Linked DNA regions of Mus musculus: region 1 is linked to region 2. The links are chromatin contacts, called in public promoter capture Hi-C maps. All regions are on one chromosome and are shown on one strand. The core of a region is the stretch at or near the end of the contact, and the rest is flanking DNA. Distances in the headings are between cores, read along the strand shown. Region 1 holds the start of Nmb (neuromedin B). Region 2 overlaps Blm (Bloom syndrome, RecQ like helicase).

Region 1 (6,089 bases), core at 3,423-5,922, 450 kb before region 2:
ACTGCTGTTCCATCACCAAGGAAGTCAGGATTGGAACTCAAGCAGGTCAGAAAGCAGGAGCTGATGCAGAGGCCATGGAGGGATGTTCTTTACTGGCTTGCCTCACCTGGCTTGCTCAGCCTGCTCTCTTATAGAACCAAGACTACCAGCCCAAAGATGGCACCACCCACAAGGGGCCTTTCCCCCCTATCACTAATTGAGAAAATGCCTTACAGTTGGATCTCATGGAGGTATTTCCTCAACTGAAGCTCCTTTCTCTGTGATAACTCCAGCAGTGTCAAGTTGACACACAAAACCAACCAGTACTCTCATTATCATGACACTCCTGCCCCAGTCTCTTACTCCGATCAGTCAGGAACATTTTGCCTTGTTACCCTGATTTTTCTGAAGCTTGTCTAGTTCTCATATACAGTTCAATGGAACTATTTACTGTGAATGACAAACGCCTGTCTTAGGCATCCCCAGCATGCCTCTACCTACTTTCAGTCACTTCACTACAACCATGGCTTTAACTGTCCCATCTATTTGGATTGGTAAGCCTGGTTCCTGCTTTAATTCAGGAAGTCTAATTACACAAATTTATATTCAGAACTTTATGTTAGGCAAGTAGATAAATTAGCTGACATCAAGCTTTGGTCAAGCTCTCAACCTGCCAATTTATTCAAGCCAAAGCCATGGTGCTACAGAATTCTTTCTCAGCACTGGTCAAGAATTGAGGTAATACCAAGTGTGGAGGTCCACCAGCATGTAGGAGGCAGAAGCAGGCAGATCTCTTTAAAAAAAAAAAAAGGAAGAGAGCCAGGCGTGGTGGCGCACGCCTTTGATCCCAGCACTTGGGAGGCAGAGGCAGGCAAATGCCTGAGTTCGAGGCCAGCCTGGTCTACAAAGTGAGTTCCAGGACAGCCAGGGCTATACAGAGAAACCCTGTCTCGAAAAACCAAAAAGAAAAAGGAAGAGGAGGAGGAAGAAAAAGGAGAAAGAAGAAGGAGGAGGAGGAAGAAGAAAAAGAAAAAAGAGCCGGGTAGTGCTGGTGCATGCCTTTAATCCCAGCACTTGGGAGGCAGAGGCAGGCAGATGCCTGAGTTGGAGGCCAGCCTGGTCTACAGAGTGAGTTCCAGGACAGACAGGGCTACACAGAGAAACCCTGTCTCGAAAAACCAAAAAGAAAAAAGAAGTGAGCCGGGCGTGGTGGCACATGCCTTTAGTCCCAGCACTCGGGAGGCAGAGGCAGGCGGATTTCTGAGTTCGAGGCCAGCCTGGTCTACAAATTGAGTTCCAGGACAGCCAGGGCTATACAGAGAAAGCCTGTCTCGAAAAACCAGGAAAAAAAAAAAAGTGATGTAGGTGCGTTGGCATTTTGATTTAGGAACCAAGGTGTCACAGGCATGCTTTGGGCGGGGCCATGCTCTGTTGTGTGGACACTCAGGTCTCACTAAGGAGTGAATGATTCCCGGTGACGGGCTCTGCTTTTCCTGGGACCCCACCGTCTGCTCTACTGCAAGCACTTTACAGTTTGTTACAAACGTCCATCCTTTCCTGTTTCTTCCGCATAGGCAGGCTGTGATGGAAGTTGTGTGTGATAGGCTTCCTCCCCTGCATCTTCTTCATCACCCTTGTATTTGCCCTTCTCCTTTCCTGCTGGGCAGCACTGGCTTTTCCTTCTAGGATTTCTTTTCTGTCTTTGTCACTTTAGCCTGCCGATCCCCACCGTGCTGGGGTGGATGCCCACGTGGACGGTTATGCCATTACTCTTTCCGGGCCACACCTTTTCAGTGTAGATGACACATTGCCTTCTGTGCACCTGGACCGCCTTGCTAATCTGCTGACCTTTGTGGTGTCCTTGGACAACCTGAACTTCATCTTCCTATCAAATGGGCACTATACTTCTGTTTCGGCCTTTGGAGAGTGGAAGACATCATGTTCTTGCAAACGTGAGCTGGTTCACTGAAATGCCACTTAATTGCTTCAGTCAGAACTCACAAAGGGATTGAGCTTCATTCTGGGCGCTGCTCTCACGATAGCTGCAAAGGCAAGAGCTATTGTTTCCTATTTAACAAGCTACAGAGTAACCTCTGTTCCACCCAGGAGAGAAAGCAGAGTTCAGGCGTTTGCACTGCTTCTTTACAAGGTCTGTGCACAGCAGAGGTCTGCTCTTTCCCAGTACAGGTTGCCACACTGGGTGCCTTACCCTGTCTTGTCTTTGGAAGTTGAATGGGCTACTGCAGAAAACGTAGATTTGCAAAGCCCTCTCTCCCTCGGGTTGGCTCAGATTATCAAATCTCCTAGAATCGTGGGATTCTGTACCAGATTCCCAAGTGTTAAAACCTCTTTGGCCACTCAGTAATGTGGCACACATTCCAGCACTGGAGAGGTTGAAACAAGAGGATTTGGAGTTCAAGGCCAGCCTTGGGCTCCACAGTGAGTGTAAGTCTCTAAAATCCCAAAACATTTTTAGAAACCCTCTTTGGGGCTGAAAATATTACTTCAGTGTGTAACTGTCACCTTACGTGCACCAAGGTTCCGTGCAGTTAGGGCCGCTGCCTGGCCTGCCCACTTTGCAGGGCTTCCCGGCATCCTGGGCTCTCGCTCTCTTCACTGAGTAGCAGCTTCCTGGCTTGCTGTGTGTGTCAGATCCGTGAGCCTGTGAGAACAGAACTCAGTGTCACGTGCAGGAGAGCAGTGAGCTGGGAGAGGTAGTGTCACTAGCTCTGCCCCCAGAGAACTCAAAACTCACCCCGGTGCTGAGCGGATACAGGCGTGGGAAAATGGCGTGCATGTGTTAGGGGGAGCTGTGTGTGTTCTCAAAGCTTTGGGTACATCAGGCAGTGCCCCAAAGGTGTCATGACAAGTAACGAAGCCTCTGAGGTGATCTCTGACAGTGACATAAGAGAGAAGCTTGTCAGGTGAGTTCCTTCAAGCATTTAAGGAAGTCAGCACTCACTAAAGTCAATACTGTTTCCTTTGGTTTCTACGTCCATGGACCAAAGCGACAGTCTGAGCATGTGATAGATGCAGAAAAGCGGGAGGCAGCCACACAGGGAAGATTAGTATGGGAAGGTGATAAGAGCTATATCTGAACACCATGGCTAAGCTGTGACAAGAAAGCAGGGAGGTGTGAATGTCAGGTTGGAAGTGAGAAGCAAGGAGACTGAAGGGAAAAGCCAGGGCCAGAAATGGACTGTCACTGTCCCGTGTGCCACACTCCAGAACCTCAGTAACACGGCCTCAGAAAACTTCCCTGGGCCTGGGGGATGAAGGCTAAGCTTAGGCAGTGCTTGCCGTGCAAGTATGAGTACTGAGTTCAGATTCCCAGCACCAAACGCAAAGCCAGGGGTGTGGGCCAGCACCTAAAATCCCAGCGCTAGGCAGGTGGAGAGAGGAGGGTCCCTAGGCTTGCTGCCCAGCCAGGTTTGAGTCAATGAGCTCCAGTTTCAGCAAGAGACCCCGCCTCAAAAAGTAAGGTGTAGGCTGGGGAGATGACGAAGTGGATAAAAGCACTTGCAGCCACAAGGCTGAGCTAAGTTCAGATTGGTAGAACCCACATGACAAACTGTATGTACTGACACATACATGCAATCAGTGTTCCTGTGGTGAGATGAGAGAGATGGATGGGAGAATAACCCAGAATCTGTGGGCCTGCTAAACTGGACTATATGACAGACAGCAGAAAGAAGGACACCCTGTCTCAAACAAAGCAGAAGGTAAGAACTGACCCAGTAAAGACAGCAAACCAAGTAGAGTGGCTCACATCTATAATCTGGTACTTAGGAACCTGAGACAGGAGGCTTGCTATAAGTTCAACTCAATCTGTTCTATGTAGGAGTTCCAGGACAGAGAGCTACATAGCTCATGTCCCAAACAAAATAAAAAGATTATGCTAGGCAGCACAAATGATGCAGTAAAGGGTCCAAGACCTAATACTCTATTCCATCAGTCACTCCTTGACTTAGTTTCTAATGAGTAAGTGAACTCTTGTGAACAGGAAATTGGTGTCCCCTCCTGCCCCTCCCACAATGCTGGGTCGGAGCACATATCTGCCCCTGATCATTCAGGGATGCCACTGATGACTGAAGATACTTTCCAAGACCAATAAGAACAGCTCTGGAAGGCAGAGTTCTGCTTCTCCACAAGTAGTATGGTTATTTCCGTTTTACACTAGAGAAGTCATCTGGCCCAGCAATCTTTCCACTGATCTGACCTACAGTATGATAAGCCAGGCCCTTTAAAGGGTACCACTACTAGGAGGCAGCTCCTCACTCCCTTCCCCATAATTCTGTCCCCGTTCTGGGCACAGAACTTGTCCAGGTTATCCAGTGTGTGCCATTTGTGAGCACAAAGCAGGGCAAACAAGGCTCAGATGGTTTGAGACAGGAGGTGACAGGATTCTTGAGTTCCTCTGCGGGATGATGCCAAACACATAGACTGCCAAAAGCAGGGCTTCTTGTTCTGCTTTAGCTTTAAGGAGAAGCTTTGAGGGCTGAAGTAACAACTTGATGGAAACACAGAAAGCTGTGTTGGTGGCCTTGGGAACCACCTTTGCTGGGGACGATGCCATAAGCACGCGAGTGTGGTGGGTTTCTAGGAGAAACCGGGATGCAAGGCTGTGTGGGCGGAGCCTGCGGGGCGGGGCTCTGGGGCGGAGCGAGCTCCGCTCCTCAGGCAGGCTCCGCTCCCGACTGTAGTTTAAAAGGCTGGAAGGCGGGCTTCGAGAACTAGTATCCTGAGAGTGCCAGAGAAGAGCCTGTTTGGCACAGCCATGACCCGGCAAGCAGGGAGCTCTTGGCTCCTCCGTGGTCTCCTGCTCTTCGCATTGTTCGCTTCCGGCGTCGCTCCCTTCAACTGGGATCTCCCGGAGCCCCGCAGCCGAGCAAGCAAGATTCGAGTGCACCCTCGGGGCAACCTCTGGGCGACCGGTAAGTGTTAGGGGACCCCCTATAAGCATGCCTCATTCTCCTTGGTCCTCAGTTTCCTTTTCAACACTTTGGAGGCTCTTGGTAGCGGAGCTCCTGCAGTCGCGGGGGGCTCATCAAGTTTAACAGATGGGAATCTTGAGACCCTAGACATGGCTAAGATAACCCACTCAGAAAGTTTAAGACAGAGATTAGATCCGGTTACCAGTCGGTTAGGCAGACTGACAAGTCTTCTCACCTCATGTCTTCTCTGCATCCATTTAGAGGCACCTTCTCCACTTCCTTCCCTGGCAGGTAGTCTCCCTGGTCCTGGGCTATCTACCCGTCTTCTATCCTCCAGCGGGTCAGGAAAAGCTCAGGATGTCAGCTTTGCCTCCACCCAGAGATCTGTGGCTTCTGAGGATAATGTTTCTTGTCTTCCCTCTGTGAGAGCCGAAAGGTCGACTAGACCAGAGCTTGCTGTGGTGATGGGGTCCTCATCTTGAGCTCCCATGTACCTTGGCACCTCCTTTCTTAGGTCACTTCATGGGCAAGAAGAGCCTGGAACCCCCGAGCCTGTCACTGGTGGGGACAGCACCCCCTAACACCCCGAGGGACCAGAGACTACAGCTGAGTCATGATCTGCTCAGGATCCTCCTGCGAAAGAAAGCTCTAGGCATGAACTTCAGTGGCCCAGCTCCCCCAATCCAGGTAAGCCCCCTCCCCAGTACCAGCATGGAAGAATTGCTGCCCAGCATGTCTTCAGGGTGGGACTGCCTAGCCAGACGGTAATGGATTCCAGAAAGCCAAGGTCCCAGGGCTCAAAGGGGGAATATCCCAAAGACTGGAAAATGACGCAGCAGCCAGACTACATGGGGGAAAAAGTTCCTCCTTGCCCATCCCCAGTCTGACGTCGCAGACTAGGAGTATTCTAGCTCTTAAATAGAGTGTTCTCCAGGCCACACAGCCTTGTCCACCCCAGCTGTCATTAGCCAAGCCCACCTTTGCCATGCCAGGCTGTGCTTGTGTCCCAAGCTGTGATCCCTACGGCCTTGAGGTGGAAGGGAAGTGACCAGTGGTGACACCTCAGAACCAGCCTGCTTTCCAGTCTCCCATCCACTTCCCAATGCCAGTGTTCCTGACAGTAAAGGCTCTGCAGGGCTGTCCTTTGCATTTGAGATGCTTAGCACATCCCTGGTC
Region 2 (6,732 bases), core at 3,907-6,406:
GAGGCACTGGCTCGGCTTTTACACGGGTGCGAGCAACCAGACTTGGGTGCCTGTCCCTTTGCAGCACTGTACTGACTCAGCCATCTCCTCAGGCCCAGTCGTCTTTCTGAAGACATTCCACTCTGTAATGTGACCTGCAGCAGCACTAATTATTAATAGCTGTACTTAAGGCCTCCCATGCTCGGGAAGCAGTGCGTGCAGGACAGCTGCAGAACGTCCAGCAGGATTCATAAGATACTGCTTGCTTTCCAAAGTGCAGAGGGGTTTTGGATTTTTGGTTTTGGTTTTGGTTTTTTGAGACAGGATTTCTCTTTAATCCCAACATGGGAGGCAGAGGCAGGTGCATCTCTGAGTTGGAGGCCAGCCTGGTCTGCAGAATGAATTCCAGGACAGTCAGGGCTCTGTTTTACAGAGAAACCTTGTCTCAAAAAAGACAAAAGAAAGAAGTTAAAACAGTATGTGAGTTAGAATCCATAAAAAATGGTAGGTTTTTGGCTATTAATGTAGTTTCCTAACTGGTCTCCTTAATGTCCTATGTGAGCATGTTGTGCTTTTACTTTTATGTTTTCCCAGGCCACTAACACTAGAACAGCTCACTAGACACAATACAGAGTCTGTCAAGGGGGTCATAGGGTCTGCATCTGCTTTCTTCTTCCATTTTGTCTCCCACTAGCCCTCTTGAACCTGCTCTATCCCATAGTCTATCACTTTCCTCCAAGCATAAGAGTGACTGGAAAGGATCTGAAATCTACCCTCTGCTCAAGGCAGAGATATGGGATTAGCACCCTTTCACTCCAAAGCCAACGCTCTTGGCTCAGAGCAAACCCAAGCCTTGGTTTTTACCACTACATCCAGCTTGCTCCATTCTTCCTCCTTCAGAGCCAATAAGCATCCCTTTCTACTCTTTCCCAAACAGCAGCCAGCGTGACCTTTGAGCCATAAGAAGGTGTACTGTCCCTGCTTCACCTGCATGGGACTAACCAGATGAGGACTCAGTCAGTGTCGGGGCAGATTCAGTGTAGTGTGTCTCTTGAGATGGAGTGTGTATGTCTGCAGAGCTAGACATAGAATGTCAGTGTTGTTTACAAATACGGGGACATTTGTCCTGCAGCTAGACAAGCCTTGGCAGTGGGGACAGTGTGCTGGAAGCCTGAACACTTAGCACAGGGCCCACCCTAGCTTTCCACAGGCACTTGGCTGGCTCCCACCCCCTACGTTGACATCTGTGCCTTTGTTGCTGAGACTGGACAGTGGGCCCTGCCTCCTGGCCTGTGTGCTGCATTTCCAGTCTAACTTCACCTTTTAGAAAACTCCCCATGGATCCGGTCCCAGCAATAGTTGGCTCTTAACAAGCATGAGTGAAATGAGCAGATGCACATGAATTCAGTGGTTTTTCCATGAGTGGTGATTTAAATTCTTAATTTTATATCCACACACAGAATCTTTATCTTCTGATCCTGAGGTTTTGCTTCAGATTGATGGTGTTACCGAAGACAAGCTGGAAAAATATGGTGCAGAAGTGATTCCAGTATTACAGAAGTACTCAGAATGGACAGTGCCAGGTTCCGTATCCTCCAAACCTGTTTACTTGTGAGCCCCTCTCAGAACTGTGTTACTGTTAAGCAGTGCGTCTCCCTGAGCTGGCACCAGGTAGTTAATGCATCCTACACCTGTTACACTGAAGTTCCAATCCTAAGAACAGTCCCAGTGTGTGAGGCACCTCTCAGGTAGTTAGGAAGCCCGGCATTAAAGCTGCTGATGGAGCACAGGTGGGAGGGAGCCTCTGTGCCTGCCCGAGGGCCTACACGCTGTTGTTTTGGTAAGGCAAAGTGAGTGGCCAAGGAGTCATGATCCCTGGCACCCATTCCAGATGGACTATCACCTCACTATGTGATCCTGGCAGGACACCAGCATCCCCAGTGTGCTTCACTGTTCGTTCTCATGTAAGGAAGGGACATGTTATCTAGCAAGCTTGTCAAGATAACATGTTAGAGTAGCTCTTACGTGCTTTGGGAAAATGGATGTGTCACTGGAACACTCTTGCCATTGGAAGAATCTGACTTTGTGAGGACATCAAAGCAGAGGTTGCCAGAGGCTGCATTAGGTCTGTCCTGTGGTGCCTCGTTACAAGCCATGGCACTGGTATAGAGATCACTGGATGAGGGAAACTGAGAAAAAGGAGTAGTTTGCTGTAGGGGATGAAGGGGCACAGTGTGCTGTCCACTTACACGCCAGCATTAAGTTGTCATCCCCAGTGGACCTGCTGTCTTAGTCAGGTTTCTATTGCTGTGATTAATACCGTGATCAGAAGCAACTTGGGGAGCAGAGGGTTTGTTTGTATTATGTATCCTGAGCTGTAGTCCATTGAAGCAAGACAAGTCCAGGGCTGAAGCAGAGACTATGAAGGAACACTGCTTACTCACTTGTTCCCTCTCAACTTCTCAGCCTCTGCCTCCATTTACCTCAGGACCACCTCAAGGACAGCATGACCAAGGGTGGGCTGTGTTCCTCCTTCCCATCAATCAAGAAAATTCAAGTCATGCAATGTTAGCACACACCTTTAATCTCAGCAATCAGGAGGCAGAGGCAGATGGATCTCTGAAGTAAGGCTAGCCTGGTCTACAGAGCAAGTTCCAGGACAGTCAGGGCTGCACAGAGAAACCCGTCTCAGAAAAAAACACAAAAGAAAAGAAAATGCCCTAGCATCCCTAACAGGCCAGTCTGGTGGGAGAACTCTCTCAGTTAAAGTTCCTTCTCCAATAACTCTAGGCAAATGTATGTTTTCACTCAGGCCAAATTCCTGCTTGATATGCCACGTGTTCATAACAATTATGCAGAGAAATGGCTTAGGAGTAAAATACAGTACTGAATTTTCTGGTGTGTTTATTAAGAGGCTGTTGGTTAAAGATGAAGAACAGAATTTGTTGGTTTTTTTATATTGGACTTATTTTCTCAACATGTTTAAAATGATAAATAAAATCAGCTAACACTTATGGCAGCCTTTACTTCAGTTCGCAAGGGTTAGCTGCACAATGTAAAATAACATAGGCCTCATGCAGTAAAGTGTGAACTAAACCTGACATCTCCAGTTGAGTTGAAAATTATCACAAAAATCTGTAAGTAATGAGTTTTGATTCTCTCTCATTAAATATAAATTGCCATTGAACATACTTAAGCTTTTCAAAATAAAATGTTTAATTCCTGCTGAGGTGTTGAATCCATTCAGCAGGAAAGCAGCTGGTATTGGGCTCCAAACCCAGGGTCACCTGTAAATGTCTGCATTTCCTGTTTGTAGCTGAGGATGGTTCCCCAGGCGCCAGAGGCGCCCCAGAGGACACTGAGGAGGAGGAGGAGGAAGCGCCTGTATCTTCTCACTACTTTGCAAATCAAACTAGAAATGAAAGAAAGAGAAAGAAAATGTCAGCCACCCATAAGCCCAAGAGGAGAAGAACTAGTTACGGTGGCTTCAGAGCAAAGGGGTATGTATGGTCTTTATGTCTTTGTAGCATCCGGGGGACGGGGAGGATGGGGTGCATATAGCTGCTCTAACAGTCAATAGTTAATAGATTGATGGCTAGCCCCTAAACCAAAGTAAAAGCAGGACTTTGGATTTTTAAGTAATCTAATTTGCAAAAACTTCTCAAACTTTGACTTTACCTTGGAATTTTTGTTTCTTTTGAGGTAATTATTCTTCTTAAAGTATTTTCCACCAAAAACACCCTGAGTAAATAACACGGCCGTGTCCTTCAGGCTTTTGGGAGTCTATAAGTGTTTGCTGCACTCCCTCTGCTGCAGGATTCTCTGGGTCTCTCTGCTATTTTTTGAGACAGGGTCTCCTCTATCACAGTCTGCCCTTGAACTTAGTTTAAAGCCAAGGTTGACCCTGACTTTATACTCTTCCTGCATCCACCTCCCAACTTCTGAGATTACATGTGGGCCATCACACCTGGTTTATGCAATGCTGAGGTCCAGCCCATAGCTTCCTACAATCTAACTGAGCACTGCTAGCCCAGCGCATTCCCCACCCTCCCTGCTACTTTTAATGCCCGGGAGACTGGGTCTCCTAGTCTTGGCAGGATAGCTGAGAGGAGACCACTTGGGGAAATCCAAAGGCCAGACAAGCCAAGTTTCCTTGGGGGCTGTGTAAGTGGTTTCTGTCTTCTCCTCCCTTTGCTTGGCTGCAGCATGTCTGCACAGGAGAAGCGAAGTCAGAGTGGCCAGGTCTTGGCAGCAGGCATGTTTTCCACCATTGGACTGTATCCAAGAGTCCCTCCCTCCCCCTCTTCCTCCTTCTCCCCTGCTAGATGCCCATCACCTCCTGCCCTCAATCCAGAGATGGTGGTCCCCAGAGAAGTGCATACTGTAACAGAACTGCTTAGAACAGGAACCAAAGCTGCATGGCTCTGAGCTGTTGTTTGCAGTTTTCCACCTTTTCTCCTTCTAAGTGAGAAAAACAAGATTGAGTGGGGGAAGAGAAAGGCAGACAATGTCACCAAATTGTCATTTCTTGTTAAATCCATAAACAGACTTCTTACATGTGCTAACCTTCCTCCAGAGTACACAATTAAAGACATTTGTAAATGGTGGTTTAACTTTGTGGTTTTGAGTGCGCAAGTGACCATCAGATATTCCTCAGTGAGGACATTTTCTCATTTCCTTCATTTATTCCTCCCCTTGGGAAGCACTCATTTGCTTAGTTGCTCACAGAGCATGAGACCTTAAAAAGCTTCTGGTCCAACCCCCTTGGGTTTAGGATGGGGAAACTGGCCTGGCCTGTGTTGTGTGGGAGGGAAGGGCTTGCCTGAGGCCAGTCTCGCCTACTCCGTTTCAGAGGTAGGATTGGACACTGGCCTGGCCTGACGGCTCAGAGCACTTTCACTTCTGCGAGTCTGTGGACACTCCTTGAAACCGTGGGCGATCTGACATCTGGCTTCTACTTGTTGGGAGGGAAGAGACCAACACTGTTCTTTGCTGCTGGCTCCTTCACTTCATTTGCACAGCAGCTGTTTGTGAGAAAGGAGCTCTTTGCCATGTTGCCTGTAATCTGATTTAATAAGGAGTAAAACTCAAATTTGCACGAGGCATAAAGGTTTACTGTAGCACTCGGGAGCTAGGAGGCAGGAAGATCAGAGTGCAAGGTAATCTGTGGTTCAGTGCCACACATGGTCATGCGTGCCTCAGTGTCAGCAGTTGAGAGGCACACAAATCTCTGCGTTTGGGTCCAGCCGGCACTCTACAGAGAAACCCTGTCTCAACAAAAGTAAGCAAATACGTAAATGCATACACACGCTCTCTCGCACACGCACTCGCGCACACACACGCACAGTCCAAAGCCAGTCTGTGCCATGAGACTCTATCTCAGAAAACAAAACCAACATCATAGTGCCCCACAGCCAGCTCCGGTTTCCATCTAAGTGTAGTCGGTCTGTGTGTAAGGAGGGTCTCTTCTGCCTGCCAGCTTGGTGACTCTTCACCATCAGCAGCTGCTTGGCATCTCCTCTGCTCCTCTGGGTTTTCCAGCCCACCCTGAGGGGGATTCCAGCCCCGGGGCTGCTCACCTGTGCAGTGAGAGAATACTGGGGCTCCTTGCCAAGAGCCCTTCACCCCCAACAGACCACTGGGGCTCACGTCTCCAGAAAGCCACACAATGAGCCAGGTGTGTTCTGAGCTTTCTGAGTGGGAGGAAAATGGATGAGCCGTTGAAATGGAGGCTGCTGTTGGCAGATGCGTTCTGTAAATCCATATAAACAGCAGGGTTTGCTCCGGGCTTCATTCCTCAGCAGGAAGTCAGCAGAGGGAAACTTGAGGCTGCTTCTCCGCCAGATCTGCAATGAGATTGCCTTCCCTCCAGCAAGAGGTTTACAATGTTGAAAAACTTTTCCTAACCCCAGCAGCATGCCCTAGGATGCCACTAACTGCCCGGGATTATACAACTGATGGTGCACCTCTGCACTGCCCACTGTCACTGTAAACCAGCTGACAAGGTGGTTCACTTTTTGTTTGTTTTATCAAGGGTTAGAAAATTGCTCTCCTCGGGTCAGCAAAGAAGTGATATGCAGGGCACAGCTCAGGCTCTGGCAGGGCCCTCTTCCCTTCTTGTAGGAGGCAGTAAGCAGAAAGGACAAGTTGGCAGTTCTTTGGGTGTTGGGGCAGGGGAATTGCTGACTACGTGGCCCTGACACATGCCAGACCACTGCATGAGGCAGCTTGGTCCTCCCTAAGGAGCCACATATGCAGCCTTCCTAGGACTATGTGACTAGGATGAGGCCACCCAGAGGCTCTGCCCCATCTCCACTCTGCACAAAGCTGCCTTGCTCACATCTGGGTCAGTGCAGTAATTCTAGGGTATCTGATGGCCAGAGATTTGGGGTCTTTAAGAGATGTCTTCATGCCAGGCAGTGGTGGCTCATGCCTTTAATCCCAGCACTTGGGAGGCAGAGGCCAGCCTGGTCTACAGAGTGAGTTCCAGGACAGCCAGGGCTATACAGAGAAACCCTGTCTTGAAAAACCAAAAAAAAAAAAGAAAAAAAAAAAAGAGAAAGAGGTCTTCACTTCCTCTTTGTTAGAATAGACCCAGAGGCAGAGGATTCCGGCTATAGGCTGTGGAAGGTGTGGCTAGAGGGAGAGTCTGTGGTTGGTCACAGGCCACGAACTGAGATACTTTAGAAAGAAATTCAGAGCATACTTGTGTACTGGGGTAGGGCAACTTACCCTCTCGTGGGGTTTCCAGAC

Evidence for each region. Promoter capture Hi-C pulls out the DNA fragments that hold promoters and counts their contacts.
Region 1: a promoter capture Hi-C map of neutrophils shows a contact between it and region 2, with 4 times the contacts expected there. The contact joins the promoter of Nmb here to the enhancer-like site in region 2. A contact is called at or near these places in 2 of 39 promoter capture datasets (cranial neural crest and neutrophils) and 2 of 115 datasets of contacts at active chromatin or transcription factors (bone marrow-derived macrophages and memory CD8 T cells).

Annotation. Positions count from the first base shown.
Region 1 is chr7:80,903,645-80,909,733 of GRCm38.p6, reverse strand. Nmb (neuromedin B) reads left to right here and starts at 4,672. Exons shown (of 3, transcript NM_026523.4): 1 at 4,672-4,913; 2 at 5,428-5,600. The coding sequence starts at 4,757.
Region 2 is chr7:80,455,560-80,462,291 of GRCm38.p6, reverse strand. Blm (Bloom syndrome, RecQ like helicase) reads left to right here. Exons shown (of 22, transcript NM_001042527.2): 20 at 1,440-1,562; 21 at 3,296-3,479. Among named protein-coding and RNA genes, the nearest start is that of Gm44851, 54 kb to the right of the region's middle. Within about 2 kb of position 5,156, at least 116 of the 459 cell types and tissues checked have an H3K27ac peak or open chromatin away from gene starts, as enhancers often do. A contact at or near this core is called in bone marrow-derived macrophages and neutrophils, where this site is marked.